Linked DNA regions of Mus musculus: region 1 is linked to region 2. The links are chromatin contacts, called in public HiChIP or PLAC-seq maps. All regions are on one chromosome and are shown on one strand. The core of a region is the stretch at or near the end of the contact, and the rest is flanking DNA. Distances in the headings are between cores, read along the strand shown. Region 1 has its middle 12 kb from the start of Gm39608. Region 2 overlaps Gm39604 (a long non-coding RNA gene).

The links. HiChIP or PLAC-seq counts read pairs in DNA pulled down with a chosen protein or histone mark.
Region 1: a contact with region 2 is called in a FOXA1 HiChIP or PLAC-seq map of pancreatic cancer cells. The contact joins two enhancer-like sites. A contact is called at or near these places in 5 of 39 promoter capture datasets (the C10 cell line, the HPC-7 cell line, embryonic stem cells and 2 more) and 2 of 115 datasets of contacts at active chromatin or transcription factors (embryonic stem cells and pancreatic cancer cells).

The regions. Positions count from the first base shown.
Region 1 is chr11:20,883,388-20,890,804 of GRCm38.p6, forward strand. No RefSeq gene overlaps it. Among named protein-coding and RNA genes, the nearest start is that of Gm39608, 12 kb to the right of the region's middle. Within about 2 kb of position 3,869, at least 32 of the 459 cell types and tissues checked have an H3K27ac peak or open chromatin away from gene starts, as enhancers often do. A contact at or near this core is called in pancreatic cancer cells, where this site is marked.
Region 2 is chr11:20,262,129-20,269,244 of GRCm38.p6, forward strand. Gm39604 (a long non-coding RNA gene) reads left to right here. Exons shown (of 3, transcript XR_872279.1): 3 at 562-1,061. Among named protein-coding and RNA genes, the nearest start is that of Gm39604, 11 kb to the left of the region's middle. Within about 2 kb of position 4,968, at least 5 of the 459 cell types and tissues checked have an H3K27ac peak or open chromatin away from gene starts, as enhancers often do. A contact at or near this core is called in pancreatic cancer cells, where this site is marked.

The DNA of each region.
Region 1 (7,417 bases), core at 2,619-5,118, 620 kb after region 2:
CTGGCCTTGACATTGGGCTGCACTTCAGGAAGAGATTAGGGATGTGGACCCCAGGGTAAGGACCGCTGGCTTTGCATCCTGCCTCTATCACCTGCAAAGAAAACTTTAAGCTGATTGTTCGCTTACTCTATGCCTTGGTTTCATTAACTACAAATGGGGTGGTTGTGGTAGTAATAGTCCTTCCCCCTCCACTCAAGAGCTGCTATGAGTTTTACCTGAGCAAGTACACAGGCAGTAAAAAGAGTAATAACTGACACAGGTAGGCATTGAGTAGACACTGACTAGTAGAATTATCATGGATGCTTTATGGCACCATGAGATAGTCCTGGCTAAGAGTAATAGTGGTAACATGGAGTTGGTGGTGGGAGTGGTAGTAGAGGTGAGAGTGGTGAAAACAGAGGTGATGGAGGCAGTCATGGCTATAGTGGGGATACTGAGGGTGAGAGGTGATGGTGGCTATAGTGGTGGTGGTGTGGTGGCTATAGTAGTGGTGTAGCAGCTTTGGTGATGGTGATGGTAAAGGTGATTATGGTGGTAGTAGGGGGTCTGGTGGGAAAAGGTGGGGGTGGCAAACAGAAGCCATGGAGAAACATTGCTTACTGGATTGTTCACTGGATCCTACTCAGCTAGCTTTACTATACAGTCCAGCACCTGCCTAGGCATAGTGCTGCCCACAGTGGGCTGGGTTCTCCCACACCAGTTAACCATTAATCATTATAGCCTCTCACAAGCAAGGTGACAGACCAGTCTGATCTGGCAAAATTTTCAGCTAAGTTTCCCTCTTACAGGCTGTGTCAAATAAGATAATAAAAATTAACCAGGACACTCTCACATGAGCTAATATAGGAATCCTGCCCTGCTCCCCCATGCTCCTGTAGAAACCCCTCCCCCGTGCTCCAGTGAGAACGTCTAACCCATTCTCTGTAGGAACCCCTCACCTGCTTCCCTGTAGGAACCTCTCACCAGCTTCCCTGTTAAAACCCCTTACCTGCTTCCTTGCAGGAATCTCCTACCTTTTCCCCTGTAGGAACCCATCACTGTGCTCCAGGAAGCAAACCCTGTTAACTCACTTGTCCACCGACATGGGTGGCACTGACTGGACATGGGTGGCACTGTTTCCTTGCTCTGGATGCTGCCCTGTCTGGGGTAAATAGATGCTGCTACACCTCCTCTGGAAAAGTGAACCTAACCCTGGGGTTCCAGAAGAGAGAAAAAGAAAGATGACATCCTGTTTCATGGCAACCAGCCATCTCAGTGCAAAGTCCCTCAAATTATACACCCAGCCCCTTCCTTACTGAGCTCCAGGATCTTATGTCCAACTCTAGTAGGCTGAGCTGCCTGGGTGTCTGATGGTCAGCTGAAACACAGCATGTGGGGAATATACACCTCTCACTCCTAGTGTGCTTCCTGCTTGTCCCCAAAGCTGCACCTCCTGGTCTCTTCACTTCAGTCAGTGCTCAGACCAAGCTATAGAGTTGTCCTTCATTTCTTTACATGCTTGATTGAGGGTAAAGCTTTGAGCTTCTATTCCCTGATGACTATATTTCATTGATCCTAAGACAGATTTCCCCTATATAATAGTAGTTTAATTAGTTAATTTCCTTACTGAAAGTGGGTAGTACTAGATCTCCTTCACCAGCATCATAATCCAGGCTAGCATCTTTAACCCTCACCACAGCAGTGGCTGGATGACTTCTTATTCCACAGGGTCAGAGATCTCTTTCTCTACAGTGAGCTGTAAGGCATCATCAGCTCCCCATGCTATTCATAACATCTTACTCTTCCTCATGGAATATGCATCCCTATATGATCTAGGCTTCTTATTCCCTGATCTTCCTCCAGACTCCTGTCATCTGTTGTGTTCCAGCCAAGTTCTGGAGCCTTCTTAACCATATTCAGAATATATCAAGCATATTCCTACCACAGGGCCTTTGGCAATATCTTCTTTTCGGTCATCTCTTCCCTGTGTTCAGACTTTTGTTCAAATATGACCCCCTAGAGATTCCACCAACTATGTTTGCTTACTTTTAGTTTTCTTTCTCTCTTCCCCCTTTCCTCCTCATCCTCCTTGTCTTCTTTTGCTATTTTGAAACTGTGTGGCCCTGCTGAGCCTGGAACTGGCTTTGAACTTGTGATCCTCCATCCTTCACACCTACAGTATTAAGCTTATAGATAATGTGAGTCATTCTCAACCCATTTATTTGCTTTATCTGAAATCATGTGGCTTATGTGATTGCTGTTCTTCATTCTACCCCTACCACCACCACTATGGTGCCAATTCATTGAGAGGACGGCACTTGCCTAGGTCACCCAGCTTCTAACAGATAGCATGTGTTCAGTGTATGCTTGTTGAGTCTGAATGAATGAATGAATGAATGAATGAATGAATTGAAGTGGAAATTTTGAGTTTCTTTTGTGTCATGTGATGTTTTTCTGAAAACTTTCTTATGAGAGTATATTTTGCTGAACCAGACATGTGAGAAGATGTTTTGCTGAGAAGCTGCCTGGGAAAAGGGCATGTGACATTTTGCTGGAGTAGACACTTGAGAGGACACATGATGTTTGGAAAGGGTATACATATAACCCAACAGGCAGTAGATGATGCTGTGTGGTGTTGGTTCGCCTTGCCTTCTTTATTAATTATTGTTTGTCATGACTTTGTAGAGAGGAATGTACCAAAAACTTCTTGTGATATTCCAGCAGCCTCTTGCCACTTCCTCAGATCTAGGGCCAATTGGCAGAGCCTTGTGGTTTCTACTGAACCAAGCTGCCATTGCTGGTGTTTGCAAGTGGATCAAGCTACTGCTGCTGATTCCTGTGAACTGAACTGCTGGTATCCTGACAGTAAAGATTGGAATCGCCCCAAGACAATTTCTAAACAGGTCTACATCCCCCTTTTGCCCTACTAACCTGTCCTTTCCACTGCCTCTGGTGGGTGGTGGACTAGAAAGGAGGTTAAAGCATTTAAGAACTCTGATTAAAGTAGGTTTTGAAAAATCTAAGCTTACAATGAATAAATGAACACTTGAAGTACTCATGAGAAGGCTGGAGAATACTACCCCCAGGGCAGCTCTGCACTCTTGCTTTTCTGCCCTTCTGCAGGAAGAAGAGACCATTGTCTCCACCGCCCCTGCTGGGTGGGAATACAGAAGACTCATGGGTTGTTTGAATTTCACTCTGAGGTCAGCTTAATGACTTATCTATTTGTTCTTACCCCACCTCATTCCTTAAAGGATTAGATGTGGATCATAGTGCATTAGTGAAACACAAAGATAGAATATCATTAGGTGAGGGAAAGGGCCAATCAGGATAGATTGCCCAGAATTCAAAGTCACCTATGCCTGACATGTTTGCTTGACACTCAGTTTGCAGGCAGCCCAAAGTAGAAGACACAAAACTTCCTGTGAAACTGGATGAAGGAGAGTGGGACTGTGGCTGTGGGCAGTTACTGTGTCTCTCCAGACGGCTGGGTGTGGACCCAGTCTTATGGCATATTGGTGCAAAGAGTGGGGGAGGGTCAGAAGGAAGTCTGGAGGACTTGCTTTGAGAATCTAACGCCAAGTGGCTATATTTCTTATTGTATCCTGTTCTTCACACTGGACCAGTTGATGACAGTCCCCCCTCACCTTCCTATGGGAGCTCCGTCATACTCTCCGCTTACCAGGTCAGTTGGAGACACTCTCGCTGTTTGGTTTTGTTTGGTTTTCATGTGTCTGACCTAATCTCCTGCTGAGGTCCCCACTCAACTCCAGTTGACTCATCACTTGTGAACATGGCAGGCAGTGAGAGCCCAGTTCATATTCGGGCCCTTTACACACAGACAGCCATTGTTCCAGGAGTGGAGTTACTCACCAGGGCCTGCTGAGGTGGCATATCTGGAAAGGTGGATTTGGCATTCAGCCATCAGGTGGCTGTGCCAGCTTTGTTCCCTGGACTCTGGCTTACTTTAGCTGCCCCTCCCAACCAGGGATGCCACACCAAACAAGGATCCCACCCCTTAAAAAGCCAGTCATCTCTTTCCAGCAAGGAGGGGGAGCCCAGCTGTCAGAATACTCTGTATTTCTACTTCATAGAAATCTCAAGATGTTAATAAAACAGATAGAAGTGTGTGTGGGTGTAGGTGTGTGTGGGGGGTGTCAAAGCTTTGGGTATACATGGTGTTGACTAGATTCTCACTGGTACAGGGTGAGATGGTACCAGTGACAGTGGGTACCCTGTGACCTATGTGCTTCCCAACAACATGACAGTCAAGGAAATCCCCTCACATCTTTGACAGGATCTAGTTTGTTGTATTGTTTCCTGGGAGTGGCCTTGCTCATCTCTTTGAAGGTTTTAGAGGTCATGGTCTCCCAGGCTGTTCTCAAGCCTTTCGGGATAAGGGGTTCTGAGGCATGAATAGGATCTATTTTTCTGAATCTTCCTTTGGGCCCTCTCCTAGAGTCCTGGGTGGTGGGAGTGTTTGAAAGGCAAGGGGACAGGACACATAGAAGGATATCCCAGTCCATGCTCAGTTAGAATGTGGTGATGTCTCATGATGTCAGCTGAGTATGGCAAGCATGGAATCCCAGCACTTGGGAGCCAGAGGCAGAATCAAGAATTCGGGGTCATCCTCAGTTACACAGTGAGTTTGAAGCCAGCTTGGGCTACATGTCTCAAAACAGAACAAAATACCTGCGCACACACACACACACACACACACACACACACCCCAAACAACCACCACCAACGCCTGACCATGTTTTCGGAACACCATGACTACAGACTAGGTGAAACTAAAAGAAAAGACAAAAATCAAAAGACTTTAGGAGGGCAAGGTGAGTTAAAGAGATGACTCGATAGTTAAGAGCCATTGCTGCTCTTGTACAGGGCCAAGGTTCGGTTCTAGTACCCACTTGGCAGCTCACAACCATTTGTAACTCCAGTTCCAGGGGATCCAATGCCCTCTTCTAGCCTCCATGAGGACCAGGTATGCATGTAGTACACAAACATACATGCAGGCAAAACATTCAGACACATAACGTTGTGGGGAAAATTAAAGATATTTTCAGGGCTAGAAAGATGGTTAGGGATTAAGAGCACTTGTTGCTCTTCGAGAGGATCCAAGTTCAATTCTCAGCAGCCACATGATGGCTTACAGCTATCTGTAACTCCAGATCCATGGAATTAAGTGTCCCCTTCTAGCGTCTGCTGGGTACCATGCAGACATGCACATGGTATACAAGCAAAACATCTATGCATATAAAACAATAGGAGTAAAACACTTCAAAACTGTGTTTTCTCTGTTTTGCCATAAAATTCCCACAAGAAAACAAATGGCAGCTCACTTTCAGTGATGCTCAGAACAATGTCTGAGGGGTTGATGGGTAGCACACAGCTGGGCTGGCCAGCATGAAAGAAACAGTGGCCAGGGAGCTGCAGAGGGAAGCACTGCCCTGCTCAGATCTGACTGGGGCTTCAGAGAGTGTGGTGGCACAGAGAGTGGTTGGAGCAACAATGTGGTGTCACTTTTTGGTCCATACAGGGGTTATTAAGGGACACTGGTGGAGTATTGCCTCTTTTCTTTCCTTAATTCTAAATATTCATCAATGCACTTGAGAAATCTGCAAATGTGTTAGATAAAGATCCTATACAAAGCCCAGAGCCCTGAACACTTAAGGGGGCTTTGGCATCTCTCCATGCCAAGCTTGCTCTTTAGTCTCCAAAAGTGGCTTCCCTTGGCTTAGTCCTCTGTACATCTTGAAATCATTCCCTCAGCTTCTTCAAAGCTGACACAGCACCAGGAAGCCCACGCTAGGGCTGATGTCCTCCAGCCAAGCAGAACCCTTTCCAAAATGAGAACAAGTACCTACGTCCGGAAGCTGAAAACTGGCACCTTTCAAAAATGGTCATTTTCCAGGCTCAGCTGCCACAATCTCTCCCTGACCCCACCCCTCCATTTCAGGGCAAAGCCACTGACAATTAGCTCCAGCCACCTGTGTGTGGAGTTTCAGAAACTAGCTGTAACCCTGTAAGGCAAATGACAGACCATGTTACTGAGGCGTCCGTTGCCTCATAAGAAGCACAATGACGATTTATTTCATACAATATTTTTTAGGACTAAATGTGTTACCATGCAAGCACTATACAGAGTTTAGCACACAATGCTGTTCTCTTATCTCTCCTTTCTTAGCAACAGCAGCTTGGCTCTGATTCTGGAGGCAGCAGGTACTCATATGCTCATTTGCATGGTGAAAAGGATACTTTCCCCAAAGACGATTTATATTTCTTGGGTCTATCCAGATCAGGAGCTAGAGCAGGGCTAGGTTGCGGGAACAGGGATGTGATTATAAGGGCCAATAATTGAAGCCTTTGAGAGGGTAGTAGGAAAACCAGAGCCAACTCAGAAAGATCAGGAGACATTCAAACAACAGCTGATAAAGGTCCAAGGGAGGAGGAAATGATGAAGCTGTCGGGAGATGGATGCAATGCACATACTGTCCAGCTGCAGATCTATTCACATAGTGATTAGATCGACTGGAACATAACTGTCATGGGCACAGCACTCAAAGCCCACAATGTACCCCACTTACCCCTGTCAGTATCCAGTTTCAGCCTTGACATTTAAGGCCCATTGCTGAGAGAGCCACATACAGCATCCAGTTTTCATCCAGGAACAATTGGAGCTCTGGGTCACAGTGCCACCTTTTCTGCTCTAGCCACCACGCAGCACACAGCTCCTGCTGGGCTCCTTGACCAAGAGGAAATGCTCTGCCCTTGGCTGTGCCAGCCCAGGAGAAGCAGCAGGCAGAGGTCCCTTGAGCTGTGCATTGGCGAGGAGAGCTTCTAGAGGTATGGCTAAGGTAATACAGCGCTTGACTTCTTCATGAGAAATGCTCTCTTGAATCAAGGTGCTATTGAAAATGAAGCCTGGGAGCAGTGTCTTCCCATCTGAGACACAATGATGGCACCCTCATCACTGATCATCCCTGATGCTCTCTGAACATGACTGGTGTATGGCAGGGATGGACACTGTTAAGCTCTGCAGAGGTTTGCAGCCCCTGCTCCTTGGACACCCCCAGTGGAAAGAATAGGAAACTAAATGCAGTGTCTGTGTTAGAAAGCAGCTCTGCATCCCATGCAGAGTTGGGGCCTCACAGGTCTACTGCACCCCTTGCTCCTCTCTGCACAGGGCACAGCCCTTGCTGGGACACTGAATTCCAGCTGGCAGCAGAGCTGAGAAGACCCAGTGATGTGAGCAAGGAGATGTATGTGTAGCCTGGAAAGGGCCTGGAGAAGTGAGGAGCAGGCCTGGAGCGCCACCTGCCATTCCTAAGAGCGGGGTGAGGCTCGAGAATCTTGTCAAGTGACAAACCTCTATCACTGTCCCCAGGAGACAGTGCCATGAGAGATGGCCTTGTAGGGCAGGAAAGGAAGCAGG
Region 2 (7,116 bases), core at 3,718-6,217:
GATTTGTTCTAAGGAACTATTTCTAAAGAAGCCCACATCCTCCTTTGCTCTATTAGCCTTCCCTTTCCACTACCTCTAGTGGGTGGTGAGCTAGAAGGGAGATTAAAACATGTATGAACCCTTATTAAAAGTAGGTTTTGAAAACTCTAAGCTACAGATGTTGTGGGTTGTCTTGATGTTGTTTGTATTCTGGTGTTAATTTTGTTTCTTCAAAACTGCTGTTTTCGACAAGCAGTTGGTCACTTACCCAGGTGATCTCATGTGAACCTTCTCCCCATTTTAACTGGTCAATAAAAGCTAGAGCCTGTGATTGGGCAGTGGAGGGGAAAGATGGGTTTTGAGAGTGGGGGCAGGTAGAGAAGAGATGAGATGTGAGGAGAAGGAGAGAGGACTGAAGAAGAGGAGGGGGAAGCCATTATGGAGCAGAAGCATGTGGCTAGGAGAAATGGCAAGTAGCAAGGGGACTTATGGCTGCAGAAGAAGTTGGTATAGTATTAGATATGACTAATTTAGGCTTATAGCTTAGAATTATAATAACTCGATTGTGTGTTTTTTATACAGGCATATTGGGGTTGGAAATTTCAGCAACAAATTGGCGCCCAATGTGAGACTTAGAATTCAACTAAGGGTTCTACAGAGAGCTACGGAGAGGCTCCCTCCCAAGCCCCAAGCAAACCACAGCACCCAGAGACAGCTCCCCAACCATGAGCTGGGACTTACAGTGCCACAACACAGGGTTCCCCAAGCCTAAAGAAAGACCAAGGACCCTGGGTTATGACTGCCTGTAAAACAGCCTTCACAACTAAAGATCAACAACTAAAAAACTGACAGTTAACTTCACAAAGCCTTCTCACAGATGTAATAGGCTCTATCTGGGACTCTCCGCTGAGCAATCCTTCTTGTGCTTGATTTCCTATATCCTCCACGTCTAAACAGGACGTGGGACAGTCAGACCCGCTCTTACACTACAGACTACCTGAGACTGACACGCATACTGCTGGACATAACCTAAGACAGAGACAAAACCAGAAAAAGCTGCTGGTCTCTCTACAGTGAGCCCCTCCCTTCAAATAAAGAATTAGAGAGAACTACAGTATCCTGAGTTGAACACCAGAGGGAGACAAAGATACAAGAAGCTCCAGATTAGGTAATAAGTATTATAAACTGAATATATATATATATATATATATATATATATATATATATGCACACATACATATATGTATATGTATATATACATATATATATATATGCACACATACATATATGTATATGTATATATACATATATATATATATACACATTCATAGCTGAGACTGAGACTGACCAAGAAAGGGATAAGTTTAAGACTTGACTAGACTAAAGGTACAGGAATTAATAGGTAATGATAAGCAACAGAGAGGAAAATGAAGTTTGGAGACAGGAGCTGGAGAAGACACTAGAACAAAAGATGGGAGAGCTCACAGATCAGACTGAGTGGCAGAGAGAAAATAATGAAGATTAGAAACAAGGCTTGGAGGAGAATCTTTTAAAATGAATCAAAATAAAACAGACATCAGAGTATCAGAATTACAATATAAAGAAACAACTAAAATGTGGAAGCAGAACCTGAACAGAGAATACAGGAACTTACTGAGCAGGAGGAGCAACACAAGGAGAGATAGGAAACATGGGCACAGACCTTATGGGAGGAACTTACAATATTAGTTAGGGAAAATACTCAGGTGGGGACAGAAGATAAAATTAGAGAAAGCCAACCAAAAAGTTGTTGAAAAGCAAACTTTGGTTTATCTGGTGAGTATACAACAAAGACCTACAGATGATAACCATCCACAGAATTATCAGGAATTTGAATGACAACCCATAGATATGTTAGAACTGAGAAAATTTAAGGAACATGTCACTAATTTTAGAATGCATTCACTGTTTTAAAATCAAATCCTGACTTCTTGGTCTATTAAACATAGACCACCCCCACCCTCAAGACTGGGATGATATGGCAAGAACAATATTAAAACCTGGGTCACATTTACAAATGGTTCTCATGGTGGAGAGAAGAGGTGAACGAGATAACAGGACAAAATAAAACCAGAAGTAACAATGTTTCTAGAGATCAACTGCTTGGTGAGGGTGGCTTTGCTGAGGTTCAGGCTGAATATGATGAAGAAACCTTGATGTTTTGTTGCTTGGCGGCCTTAAAGACCTGGGACAAGGTCACAGAAACAGGGAAATGGCTTGAACCATTTTCTTGAACCAAGTCATACAAGGTCCAAAGAAAACATTCCCTGACTTTTTACAAAGGTTGACTTCTGCTATAGAAAGAAGTATATGGGATCCATCAGCAAGAGAGGCACCAATCGAGTCTTTGGCTTTTGAAAATGTGAATGCTGAATGCAAAGAAATAATCAGACCACTGAGGGCAAGGTCAGCATCGATGGATGGAGTGGATTAGATATACTGCTGATGTTGGGCCTCGTTTGCCTGATAGGACCTTAATAAGAGAAGCTGCCACTAGAGTCCTTGAGACGACCCAAAATTTCAAATGTTTTAATTGTGGTGAGCAGGGTCATTTCAAGATAAACTACAGAGAAAAACAGATTAATCCCAAAGGGAGTCTATGCCTCCTGGAATATGTAAAAGATATGGCAAAGGCCGTAGGACTAGGGAATGTAGAGCAACAACAGACAAATGGGGCAACATTTTACCAAAAGTCTCCTGGGAGTGGGGGTGGGGCTCTTGCAGGCCCCAATGCTAAACAGGGAGAGTTTTCTTTCTCGGGACAATTAAACTCTACTGCTCTGAAAACAGACATTGTGAGACCAGATAACAAGGTGGAGTCAAATTCTATAGACAATTTAAAAAGCTAAAAAGGGGCCAAAACCAAATATTTTGACAAACTTCAATAGAGGATCAAAGGCCCAAGCTAAGAATATTAGTAAACAATATTGAAATTAAAGGAATGGTTAACAATGAAGCAGATGTCACATTATCACTCCAAAATTTTAGTCTATAGGTTAGCCACTTCAAGAAGTAGACATCCAATTTCAAGGAGTTGGAGCTTTATTCCAAATAAAGCAAATGATTTAGTATATAGGACCTGAAAGTCAAATAGGAAAATTAAAGTCATAGATGGCCGATATAGCCATAAACTTATGGGGAAGAGATCTGTTACAGTAGTGGAAAATGCAAATTAATATCCTTTCAGTTTGCAAAACCAGTCAGGATCCTAATAAAAACATCAAATTAGTTAAGGAATGTTATCAAAGACAGTTACAGACTGTCCAGGCTGTCCATAAATAAGATACAGCAGAGGCTGACAATTCAGCTCGACCTCAAAGAGCCACTGCTGATAAGACACCAACAGCCTTACCACTAAGGTGGCTGACTGACCAATCCATTTGAATTGGTCAATGGTATATGACAAAAGAAAAACACAGGCACTAGAACAGCTAGTCCAGGAACAGCTAGAGGCTCAATATACAGAAGAGTCCACCAGCCCTTGGAATTCTCCAGTATTTGTCATTAAAAAGAAGTCTGGCCAATGAAAGATGTTGACAGATCTCAGAGCAATCAATAAGATTATTCAGCCAATGGGTTCCCTGCAGCCTGGAACTGCATTGCCTTTCTTGTTGCCTAAGGAATGGCCTATCATAGTGATTGATCTAAAAGATTGTTTTTTTTTTTTTTTCACAATTCCTTTATATGAACATGATAAGGAAAGGTTGGTTTTCTCAGTACCTACCTTTAATAGAGGTTGGACAATAAAAAGATATCATTGGAAAGTCCTGCCACAAAGAATGTTAAATAGCCCTACCTCATGTCAGTATTTTGTATAACAGCCATTATAGATGATTCATAAACAATTTCCTTAATACATTATTTATTATTATATAGATGATATCATACTGACTGATTAAGATATAAATATCCTAAAAAGAATGTTAGATGAAGAAAAGCAAACAAAGGGCTGGAGAGATGGCTCAGGGGTTAAGAGCACTGACTGCTCTTCCAGAGGTCCTGAGTTCAATTCCCAGCAACGACATGGTGGCTCACAACCATCTGTAATGGGATCCAATGCCCTCTTCTGGTGTGTCTGAAGATATCAACTGTGTACTCATATAATAAATAAATAAATCTTAAAAAATAAAAACAAACAAACGAACAAGCAACCCCTTCTAAAAATCCCTGCCTTGACTTTCTGGTAATTATAAATCATCCCTGAAAAGACACAAGAGAGGATTACATTAATTATCTAGTATATAGAATAAGTCTATAAAAGGGTAGGCCACAAAAGGTGCAAATCAGAAAAAAAAAAAAAACCAATTAAAGATTCTTAATGATTTTCAGAAGCTACTAGAAGATATTAACTGGCTGTGACCTGCAATTGGCTTGGCTACTCAAGAGGTAAACAATTTATTTCAAAACTTACAAGTTGATAAAGATTTAAATAGCCTGAGAAAATTATCTGCCAAGGCTGAAAAAGAGTTCGCTTTGGTAGAAAGTAAATTTCAGGATACACATCTAGATCATATTAATCCAAAGATGGCCTGCATCTTAGTTATTTTGCCTTCTACTCATTCCCCTACAGGAATTCTCAGGCAGAGGCAAGATTATATCTTAAAATGAATATTTTAAACACAGAAACAGTAAGAAATTAAAAACCTACATAGCAAAGTTTTCTAAATTGATGCTAAAAGGAAAAATGAGACGTTGACAGTTAGCTGTAATGGATCCAGCTAAAATTGTTGTACCTTTTATGAATATAGAGATTGTCTTGTTATGGACACAAGATAAAAATTGACAAATAGTCCCTATAAATCAGTTCAATTATATACAATACTTATGATGTTATCGGATTTTCAAGAGCCTCTTAATATAGTAACTGACTCTCCATATACAAAAGGGTTGTTTTGCACATAGAGACTGCTAAACTTACTCAGGATGACTCTAAATTGACTCACTGTTTATTCAGCCACAACAAATAATCAAGACTAGGAGTCATCCACTATATATATCCCACATGAGATCCCATACAGGTCTGCCAGGCCCTCCGGCACAAGGTAATAATAAAATTGATCACCTATTGATTGGAAGTGTATTAGACGCTTCAAAATGCCATTAAAAAACATGTTAACAGTAAATGTTTAAAGGAAGAATTCCCTATCACCTGGCAACAAGCCAAGAAAATTGTGAGACAATGTGCTACTTACATTATATAACCAAACTCCATTACCTACATGAATTAACCCTAAAGGTACTCAAAGAAGTGAAATTTGGCAATAGATATATTCAGTTTAGTAAACTGAGATATGTGCATCATACAATAGACACATATTCAAGATTTCAATGGGCAACTGCCTTAACTTCAGAAAAGGTTGATTCTATAATTACACATTTGTTAGAAGTTATGGCCATTATATACCCATACAAATTAAAACGAACAATGGTCTGGCATATGTATCTAATAAAATAAAACAAATTTTAAACGTAATATAATATAAAACAAAAGGGGGCAATGAAGATCTCTAAAGATATATTATATAGTACTTTATTTTTTAAAGATTTATTTATTTAATGTAGCTACACTGTCACTCTTGGGACACACCAGAAGAGAGCATCAGATCCCATTACAGATGGCTGTGAGCCACCATTTGTTGCTGGGAATTGAACTCAGGACCTCTGGAAGAGCAATTGGTGCTCTAAATCACTGAGCCATCTCTCCAGCCCTATATAGTACTTTATTAACCTTAAAATTTTTAAGTGCTAATGAACAAAAAACTATGGCTATTAAGAGACATTAGATTGTGGGAAAATCTACTAAACTAAATCAGCCTGCTTATTTTAAGGATGTTCTAACATCAGAATAGAAAACAAGAAATGTGGTACTCTGGGGGAGAGGTTATGCCTATGTTTCCACAGGAAAAGAAAAGGTATGGGTTTCTTTCAAGTTGATAAAAATCAGACATGACAAAGAGAGACCCCCCCCTAAAGATTTTGGCTATGGACAAGAAGGAGACTAACAAGATCAACAAGATAAGTGATGTATATGTACACAGAGGCAGCTCTGGGGCCAGCTGAGACTTAAATGTCTATATTCAGCCAATAACTCTTATTGGGAACAAAAATTCTCATGACTTATTATTACATACCATCCTTTAAGATGACATAAATGGAAATTTATATTGTGGTTTGATTATGTGATCAAACTATCTATCCTCTAAAGCAGGGCAGTTGTCTTTATTGATCTTCCTTAATCGATCCATACACTTTACATGTTCTATACAAATGTCTTTACAAAACTATGTATTGCTTGCTTTGACAGAATAAGTCTTTGGTTTTGTTTTGGTTTTGGCAGGTGTTACAGCCTATGTGCTGAGTTTTATAACCTGAACAGCATTTCCATCATGGAGTCAGATGTGCTAAGGTCTGGGCCTGTTACATTCCTCATTGGTCTTAGAAAACGAGTCAAACAATGGACTTATCCTGTTTTAGTTTTGATGCAGGAACCTGGTGTCAATCTAATCAGAATGAGAATTAAAGACCTGGCCCGTGTTTGATAGCAGAGTAGTTAGCCAGGGAACCAAGTATTTCCCCAACACTGGCAAGGTTTTGGGTCTTGTTTTTAATTACTCTTGATCAATTTGTATAGAAACAATAGGTTTTTCCCAAAGCCAGACATAGGTGTTGTTGTTGCTGTTGTTTTTAAAGCCCATGAGAAGTAACTCTAAGCCTCTCCAATTTGTAGGGTCATTTCTGTAAAGGAATCTAACTGTTGTTTTAATATCTCTAGGTCCTGATCAACCTATCATTAGTTTGGAAAGCATCAGAAGGGGCATATTTAGTCAAACCATTAATACATGCCCACAAAGTCGTCTCAGTTATATTGTTGTTATTTATAAGAATTAACCTATAAGGTTAATTCTATAAGCAGATATCAGTAGTGCCTAGGTTTAAAGTTTTGAATATTTGATAAGTTTTAGCCTTTATAAGTTTTTTTTTTTAAAGATTTATTTATTATTATATGTAAGTACACTGTAGCTGTCTTCAGATATACCAGAAGAGGGCATCAGATCTCGTTACGGATGGTTATGAGCCACCATGTGGTTGCTGGGATTT